Regions from separate parts of the Drosophila melanogaster genome. Here region 2 is linked to region 1. A link is a contact called in public HiChIP or PLAC-seq data. All regions are on one chromosome and are shown on one strand. Each heading gives the region's core, a stretch centred on a gene start, on an enhancer-like site or on the middle of the called end of the contact. The rest is flanking DNA. Distances are from core to core; before and after follow the strand shown. Region 1 holds the start of cindr (CIN85 and CD2AP related). Region 2 holds the start of Sap-r (Saposin-related).

The links. HiChIP or PLAC-seq counts read pairs in DNA pulled down with a chosen protein or histone mark.
Region 2: an H3K27ac HiChIP or PLAC-seq map of the Kc167 cell line shows a contact between it and region 1, with 5 times the contacts expected there. The contact joins the promoter of Sap-r here to the promoter of cindr in region 1. A contact is called at or near these places in 21 of 107 Hi-C or Micro-C datasets (the Clone 8 cell line, the D17-c3 cell line, the Kc167 cell line and 9 more) and 5 of 6 datasets of contacts at active chromatin or transcription factors (the Kc167 cell line and the S2 cell line).

What each region holds. Positions count from the first base shown.
Region 1 is chr3R:30,807,303-30,811,281 of dm6, forward strand. It overlaps cindr (CIN85 and CD2AP related), which reads left to right and starts at 1,315. Exons shown (of 7, transcript NM_001276200.1): 1 at 1,315-1,981. The coding sequence starts at 1,969. dj-1beta reads left to right here. Exons shown (of 3, transcript NM_143568.3): 2 at 46-365; 3 at 432-676. The coding sequence ends at 588.
Region 2 is chr3R:30,886,533-30,890,630 of dm6, forward strand. It overlaps Sap-r (Saposin-related), which reads right to left and starts at 2,530. Exons shown (of 7, transcript NM_079858.4): 1 at 2,353-2,530; 2 at 2,129-2,207; 3 at 90-372; 4 at 1-15. The coding sequence starts at 2,401.

The DNA.
Region 1 (3,979 bases), core at 65-2,564:
TCCATTAAATCACTCTGTTCTATACTTATACTTACTATATGATAGATCAAGGTCACCGTAGCCGGTTTGAATGGCGGGGAAGCGGTGAAGTGCTCGCGGGATGTGCAGATCCTGCCGGACACCTCGCTGGCCCAGGTTGCCTCGGATAAGTTCGATGTGGTGGTGCTGCCCGGCGGACTGGGTGGCTCCAATGCCATGGGGGAGTCCTCGCTGGTCGGTGACTTGCTGCGCAGCCAGGAGTCTGGTGGCGGACTCATCGCCGCCATCTGTGCCGCGCCCACCGTTTTGGCCAAGCACGGCGTCGCCTCCGGGAAATCCCTCACCTCGTATCCCTCAATGAAGCCCCAGCTGGTGAATAACTATAGGTATACCACCTCTTAAGTTTATTTTCCCATGATCTTCATCCCATTTCTTTTGATTATTTCTTTAAGCTATGTGGACGACAAGACGGTGGTCAAGGATGGCAATCTGATCACCAGTCGAGGTCCTGGCACCGCCTACGAGTTCGCCCTCAAAATCGCCGAGGAGCTGGCGGGCAAGGAGAAAGTCCAGGAGGTGGCCAAGGGTCTTCTTGTGGCCTACAACTAACATATTTACACTTATTTATGAAAACAGATTGTTTCAAGAGCAACTCATGCAAACAACAACTGAATTAAAATAAAATTATTCAAGACAGAAGTTGTGATTCAATTTTATATTTGCTATTTGAAAGAAGTTTAAATGGAGAGCTAGGAAATGGCATGTTGTTAAAGATATATTAAAGAAATTTATTTAAGTGAATTTAAATGTCATTATTTGAAGCAAACGGTTTTCATTTAATTAGTTTTGAGCGAAGTATAATTCTATCATAATGAATCAACTGAACTGCGTTAAAATAAATTGTTCAATGGGCTTTAATTTAATTTGTCATGAAATATAAATGCATATATGGCATGAAAAAAGAAACATCTATATTATTTCATTTGGTTATGACTGGACTATAAATGAAATTAAAAATGCATATATTAAAATGGGATGTGAAGCCAAATGGAAGTATTGCTGACGATATATTTACAAAATAGTACATTATTAATATATTTAGTTATATTCAATATTTACATTGATTAAACATTCTGCTGCATTTAATTGTAAAATTTTAAAAATAGCTGAAAGTAATGGCCTACGGTGGAATACCCCTACTGGGTTGGAGTCCCTGCACACCACAACCCGTGCCGCGAACCGTGGTTGCCGTCTCCGCTCGCGCCAAAAGGGACTAAGTATTTCGTCGCTAGCCGCCGCTGGTCCCACTCTCGCAGCCGCAGCGAACGGTTGTTGTGGTTGTTGTAGTTGTAGTGGGAGTTCGTCGGCGTGTTTGCGTTTCGCTCGCTCGTTTGGCGATTTGCTGGGATTATATTTGCCCGTTTATTTTGTGGCAAAAGCGCATTTAATTCGAAGGAAGTGAGTAGTGAGTGGCGAAAAGCGGAGACGCACTGCCGCGCTGGAAAGGCGGAGTGAATTGAGTGCATGCGAATGCGTGTGGAGAGCAAATCGAAGTGCAAGTGCGTGCCAGCGAATAAGAAGAAGTGCGAAGCCGAAAAGGAAGCGAAGCAAGGTGGGCAGTGAAAAGTGCAACGAAAAACGGCAGAGGAAACTGCAATAAATCAACAAAAAAAAAAAGGAAAATATTCTACGTGACGCGAAATTAAATGCGCTCGCTCCTTCTCGCTCGCACGCGCGCCCCGTCTCTTACTCTTTGTTGAAATTTAACTGCGAGCAGAACAGGGTCAAAAAAAAAAAAAAAATAAATAAAATAAAAAACACGTCGAGAAATACTCGTGTATATAGAGTTCTAGGTAATTCCTACCTTCCGTTTTTCGCGGTTAACGCGCGTGATTCATAAACCCGTCTTCAAGATACGAAACCAAAAACAGAAAACACAGCGTGCATTGAACCTGCTGGAAGCGCTGGCCACCAGGAATCGCTTCAATCATGGAAAACAACAGTAAGTTCGCTCCTGCAGCCAGTATGCCCGCATAAAGGAAGGGCATTTGAGCCGTAACACGATCTATCTAGCAGTAGATAGTAAGTAAAAAGGATTTCATTTCGAAAACTAAAGATCAACTAAACTGCACCGATACAATGTGAAGATCTTAGAGATAAATGCTTATATGCCAGCTCGATTTTATCGTAGATTCCTAGAACTCATCACAAGACCTTTCTCTTCTCTTCACACCTTTAAAGAAGAGTACCCCGCGTTCAACTACCCAAAACTGCAGTTTCTTTTCCATTTTGTTGTTTTTTTTCTGTCCTATTTTTCGGGGTGGGTCCCGCCTGTTTTTGCCGTCTGCCTTTGCTCGCCACATTCGCATTTTGTGCGCCCGAAAAACTCTTCTTGTTTTTGTTGCTTTTCGGGGTGGGTGTGTCATCTTAGCCCAAGGACACTTGGTTTTCCATTTTCCTCTTGACTCGAATCTAATACCCTGGATATACGTCTGACTGACTAACGGTGTTGTGTTAAAGCCCTGTTGTTTTTAACACTCTGTGACCACGATTTTTACAGCAATAAACCAAAAGTTGGACAACAAACAAACAAATATAACATGGGCTAAAACAAAACACTTTGTATGAGAACCGGTTTTAGTGGCCGAAGAAAAGGCATTTGAAATAGAATTTCTGCGTTTTGATGACTTCATGCCGCCATCAATTTCATTTTCCCCCTGAAAACTTTTCAAATTCACAATGGGAACTGGAGAACAAATGTTCTGCGATGCAAATTAGTGGATATTTTCCATCTCGCCCGGGTCAGCTAAAAAAAGCCTCTGATTCAGGCCGAAATCCGATGAAAATATTGCGGTTTTTTAGCATTTTAATTAACTCTTTTGTACGGACCTTTGAATGAGGGCCAATTAAGTGTTTCGGCCATCCAACTATTCATATAAAAGGGATTTACAAAGATATAAAGTAATGTTTTGCTTTCGTTTTTTAGTGTTACCTGTTTAAAAATTTTGAAGCTACTTGCTAATTGCAAATTGATTTGTTTACCCTTGAAACCCGTTGTAAATCTGAATATAGAAAGCTTACTTTGACTCCTCTTTTGTGTTTTCCAAGCTTATCTGGTGTATTCCACTCGTCTATGGGTTTTCCGACCCTTTGCTGACCCTTTGGCTACTGTTCAGTTGGTTCCATGGAGAGATAATCCGGGATCGATAGGCACTACTCGTACTAAGGGGCTGCTCAGTCCAGACAATATTAATAAATCTTAATGTGCGTTTCAACCTTGTGGTGGCTTCTTTGTGGATGGAGCCCAAGATTGAGAAGCCCTCGCCTCTGCGATGTTGCCTTCTGATAATGGAGGCTGATTGAAAGACCGCGCCTCAAAAATAAAAAAATATGCACCGCACCCGCAGCCGTTTCACTAATGATTTCTGATTTCTGATTTCTTTTGATGAACAATTTCCATGGGACGGCGGACAATGGAAAGGCCAGCTCTCTGTGTACCCATCTACTACATTTGCATCCCAAACAAAGCTGCTTTCTTCCGCTGCTTTAAGTGATTCCGAGCGGCGTTTATGTAACGCCAACACAAAACTCAAAACATGGAAAACAGAAGACAGAAAACAGAAAACCGGCAACAATGGCAATCAATGGTCAACGCAAATGAATCGCCAAATGAAAACATTTTATCAGATTTCTTATTTGCCACATTTTGCTCGGCCTTTATCTTATCATATCATCATATCATATCCACGTCTAAGGGGTTCCAGCACTCCTCGCGCCAAAGCTTTCCTGACAATTTAATAAATTGCCCATGCCACGCCTGCATTTTTATATTCCGTAATTGACTTTGGTGTGGGCTGGAAATGGGAGTGGGACCACGCCCTCACCTGGCCCATTACCACCAGCCACTTCGCATAGAACTCTTTCTCTGGCCACTAATCCCTTATGTTCTCCACTTTGCCAGACCTGATGGATCGCTCATGAGTCACTTGGGATTCGCAGA
Region 2 (4,098 bases), core at 1,280-3,779, 80 kb after region 1:
CACAGAGCAAACTTGCTGAGGATTGAAGGGAAACATTTTATATATCAATAAAAGGTTTAGGAGGATGTGTTGTAGAGGTGAAAACTCACATCTGGATTCATCTGCGAGGCCAGGGCCTCGACCAACTCGGGCAGGAAGTCATCGGCCACCTTGATGCACTCCTTCTGGATCGGCTTGATCGGAATCAGCTTGCAGGAGCCCTCGAAGACCTCCTTCAGCTCCTCCTCTGTCTGGTTGCTCTTCAGCTGGTCGCGGGCCTGAGTAACCATGTCCTTGCATATCGTGCAGATGGAGTCCGTGTCCACCGGCACCTTTTGGGTTTCCCAAACGGTTTGGATGCAGTGGCGGGTGGCACGACATTCCTTGGAGTTGCTGGAAAGGAAGCAGACATAAAGTTAGCAAACTTTTTTTTTGCTGTTAAGATAAACCCATCAGAGTAAGCAGTCGGATACTAAGCTGATTGTGCGAAATGCCGCTGTTCGGATCAAATGACCCGCATTCGTAATCGAGTGGCCAAGCCAGAATCGACGAGTCAGCAAAGACCAGAGTCCACTAAAAAGGGAGTAGTCCCCTATCCACTTTAAGAATGCACCCACAGCTCACATGATAATGTTGGGTCTTCAATGAATACAACGAAGCATTGGACTGGTAATAATTTTGATTTTTGAACATCCGAGACGGAACGAAATGGTTTAATAATCATCAAACTTATGCTGACTAAATCAAAGCCCATATCATCTCATATAAGCAAATAGCATTTAAAGCACAACACTTTGATGGAAAGTAACCCTATATTTGTTCAATATAAATCGATTTGACTGATTCGAACGGAAAGTGCTAATTTCCATTAACATGAAGAGACGCCTGCGGTGGAATCGCCAGGAATACCAAACAAAAGCGTCTAAATAGCAAAAAATCAGCACTGATAAGCACGGAAATAAACAGTACATATGTATGAATGATATATCTGGACGTATCCACGTATATATTATTCACTTGGCTGCGCATTCACAGATATTGTTTTCTGAATTTTCAACAGCAATGGCGACGTTTTTAATTTTTGACACTCTGCAATTGAGAAACAAAGAAACGGTTAAGAGCCAGAAATGGCGGATTTTCCTGGCCATTTAAAAATAAATCAATCAATAAACAAAGGAATTACGACTAGCGATAAGCGATGGATGGGTGCTTAACAAATGTTTTCAGTTGCCTATTGATCGCTTTTACTCTATTAATGATGCAGTCCATGTAAATGTTTTCAAGTTTATCTTGGTGTAACATACATACATATGTACGTACAGTATAGCTTCTGTAAGGTGATCCTTTGTGGCCGCAATGTAATATCACTCCATTGAGGAATTTACAATTGTGAGTATGGCTAAGATAAGGGTTTCAAGTGCATTGTGATTGTGTTAAGGCTTAGAAGTTGCACTTTCGGATGTTCCCCTGTACTCATCATACGCCTGAGGGATTAGTCAGAATTCGTTGATAAGGAACAACTGTTGCCGCCTACAGCGAATTAACAATGATAAACAAAGCAATCATGTGGTTTGTTTGGCGGTGCACAGAAAAGGGAGCTGTGTCAAAACGATCTGCTCCTCTGGATTACTCATGCATATAATCGGTGTCGATAAAGTTGTGCCCCCTACGAGCGCTTAACTCTGCCGTCTAAATGTTCCGACTGGCGGTACTGTTAATTTGATTTGTACAGCGAATGTGCAGACAAAGGAAATCCAGAAATATGGGATATGAAGGCAGAGAGTATTGCGAAAAGTGCACTCAGAGAAAACATCGAGTCTGTAAAACAATACAACGCAAAATAAGGGGACGCAATTAGAGCGGCACTAGTGTTAAGTTTGCAATAACAGGGGTTATCGGCGAATAGAGCTATGTAGAGCAAAGTGATTCGATTCCCGATTCGAGTGATAGTCTTATCGGCCGAGAACAAAACAGAACAGACGAGTCTTCGCTGCAAACAATGGGCAAGTGAGGCGGAGAAGTAATATCGCTATTTGGAGGGGGGTTAAGAGAGGTTAGCTTTTCGCCTTCGAGAACTTTGTGGTGTTCGATGACCAAGCGATTTATCCGAATATACCGTTTATTGTATCACCCACTTTTTTGCACTCACCTGAAATTTCCGCACCAGTAGGAGGGTCCCCAGGTGCACTTGCTGGAGCCCAAAAGGGGCGTGGCAGCGGCGAAGACGCCTGCAAGAAAGCAAACAAACAAAGAGAGCAACGGTTGAGGAACAGAGTGCACAGCACGAATACGCAATAAGCTATGACTAAACTATTATTGTGGTTCCCTTTCAACGTCGCTTTTCGCACTTCTCTCCATCTCTTCTCCACTCACCAAAGGCGCAGCACAGTGCCAAAACGGCCAAGAGGCCTGCTCTCTCCATTTTCCCGGTTTTAACTGTACTTCTTAAATGTCGGCGGAGATAGTCCTCTATTTGCAGCTACGTATTTATTTCTGAACGAAAACTGAAGTGCAATTGCAACGATTGGTTCAATTTTTTATTTGTCTGTAGTGTGGCCGCCGTCTGTTTCGTCAAATATATACCGTAGCGATATAATAGTGCGACCAGTCAGCGATTGAATTATTGTTAAATTTATTTAACGATACTTATGGAGCAAGACTTGGATAATGCTTTTAGCATAAAACCAACCCAGTGTATACTTAGCAATCAGGGGGGAGCATGGACTCGAACCGCACTCTGTTAATAACAGAGATCTGTTTTTGCCTTTCAAAAAGCCATAAAAACCTCCGAGGAAGCTATCATAAAATGGGGTCAGCAAATCATTAAACTTAAAATGGTATAATAAACAATTAAGTAACCGATATGAAACTATTAGATTTGGGCCACCTTTCTATAGGGTGTTAAGTACATGGAGTACTTGAATACGTTGTCCTTCAAATTATAACTTCAATTATCGTAGAAGAAAATTATTGCTCCTAAAGTCGGAACAATTTATTAAATCACTCACTCAATCAACAAACAAAGCCTTCGCCACCCGCAAATGCCTCACAATGTATTTATAATCGATTGCAATCCGCAGATTTAATTACATATTGCCGCGACGAAACTATGACAATAACCATCAGCGATGTTCTTGAACTTAGCGCGGTTATTAATACGCCCCTTTTTGCCCAGCCCCATCGCTTAACCCCCCTTTGGCCAACTTGGCCAACTGTGCGACGTGAACTGGCAGGCACATGATTAAATTCTATTGTAATTGCGGGTTAATTGATGTGAGCCTGCCCAGATGTAAAGCTCGCAGGCATAAATGTTGGGGAAAATGCATCTCACTCGTAATGGCCGGCTAGTAGATTTTTCTCGCGATGCCTATCGGCGTGTAATTCTCGATTCCGAGGTGCGTATCAAGATCTGTGTGAGAATCGTCTGAAGATACATTCGCAAAGAATGCCAGACACATTCTCACAGCGATTGAAAGTCGAGGTCATCTGGTGGTGTTTGCCCAACGAAATGCCAAATGCAAGCGCCGATCCGGCCAATACGGCCATAACATGGCTATATCTGTGTCAAAACCAACGATTTGGCTGTTCAGGGGCTTAGAAGGAAACCTGAAACCTGTCGTGTTGACCGTGGATTGCAACGCCTGCCGTGCATTTCGGTTCTTTGACGGAGATTAACCCACTGAGACCTTGCTGAAATACTTGGTACTTAGAACCAAAAATTGTGGAAATATTAAATTGCACTCGATTAAATAGGAATTGAATTTAAGGTTTATGTGACCTTAGGCGAGGTACCATGGGGTAGTAGAGGGTTAATTGCAGCCAGACACTGCACTTGACACTTGAAGTCTGGCTGCGAGATTGATATTATGGCAATTGAGTGGACCGCCGCCAAAGAACAAGTAATCAAGTTCAGCAGTGAAGGAAATTTAGGCAATTAACACGCTTATAAGTGAAGCAGTAAATCATTGGACTAACGTTTAATTTCGGAGTTTCAAGAGCGAGATAATTTTCTGCTTTTATCCGCTTTTTTATGTCATTCATAAATTTGTTTACTCTAGAAGCGACTGCTTGTTTGGGTCTTTGAATTCAGCCAAGCCAAGTTATAGTCGGACAAAGTAC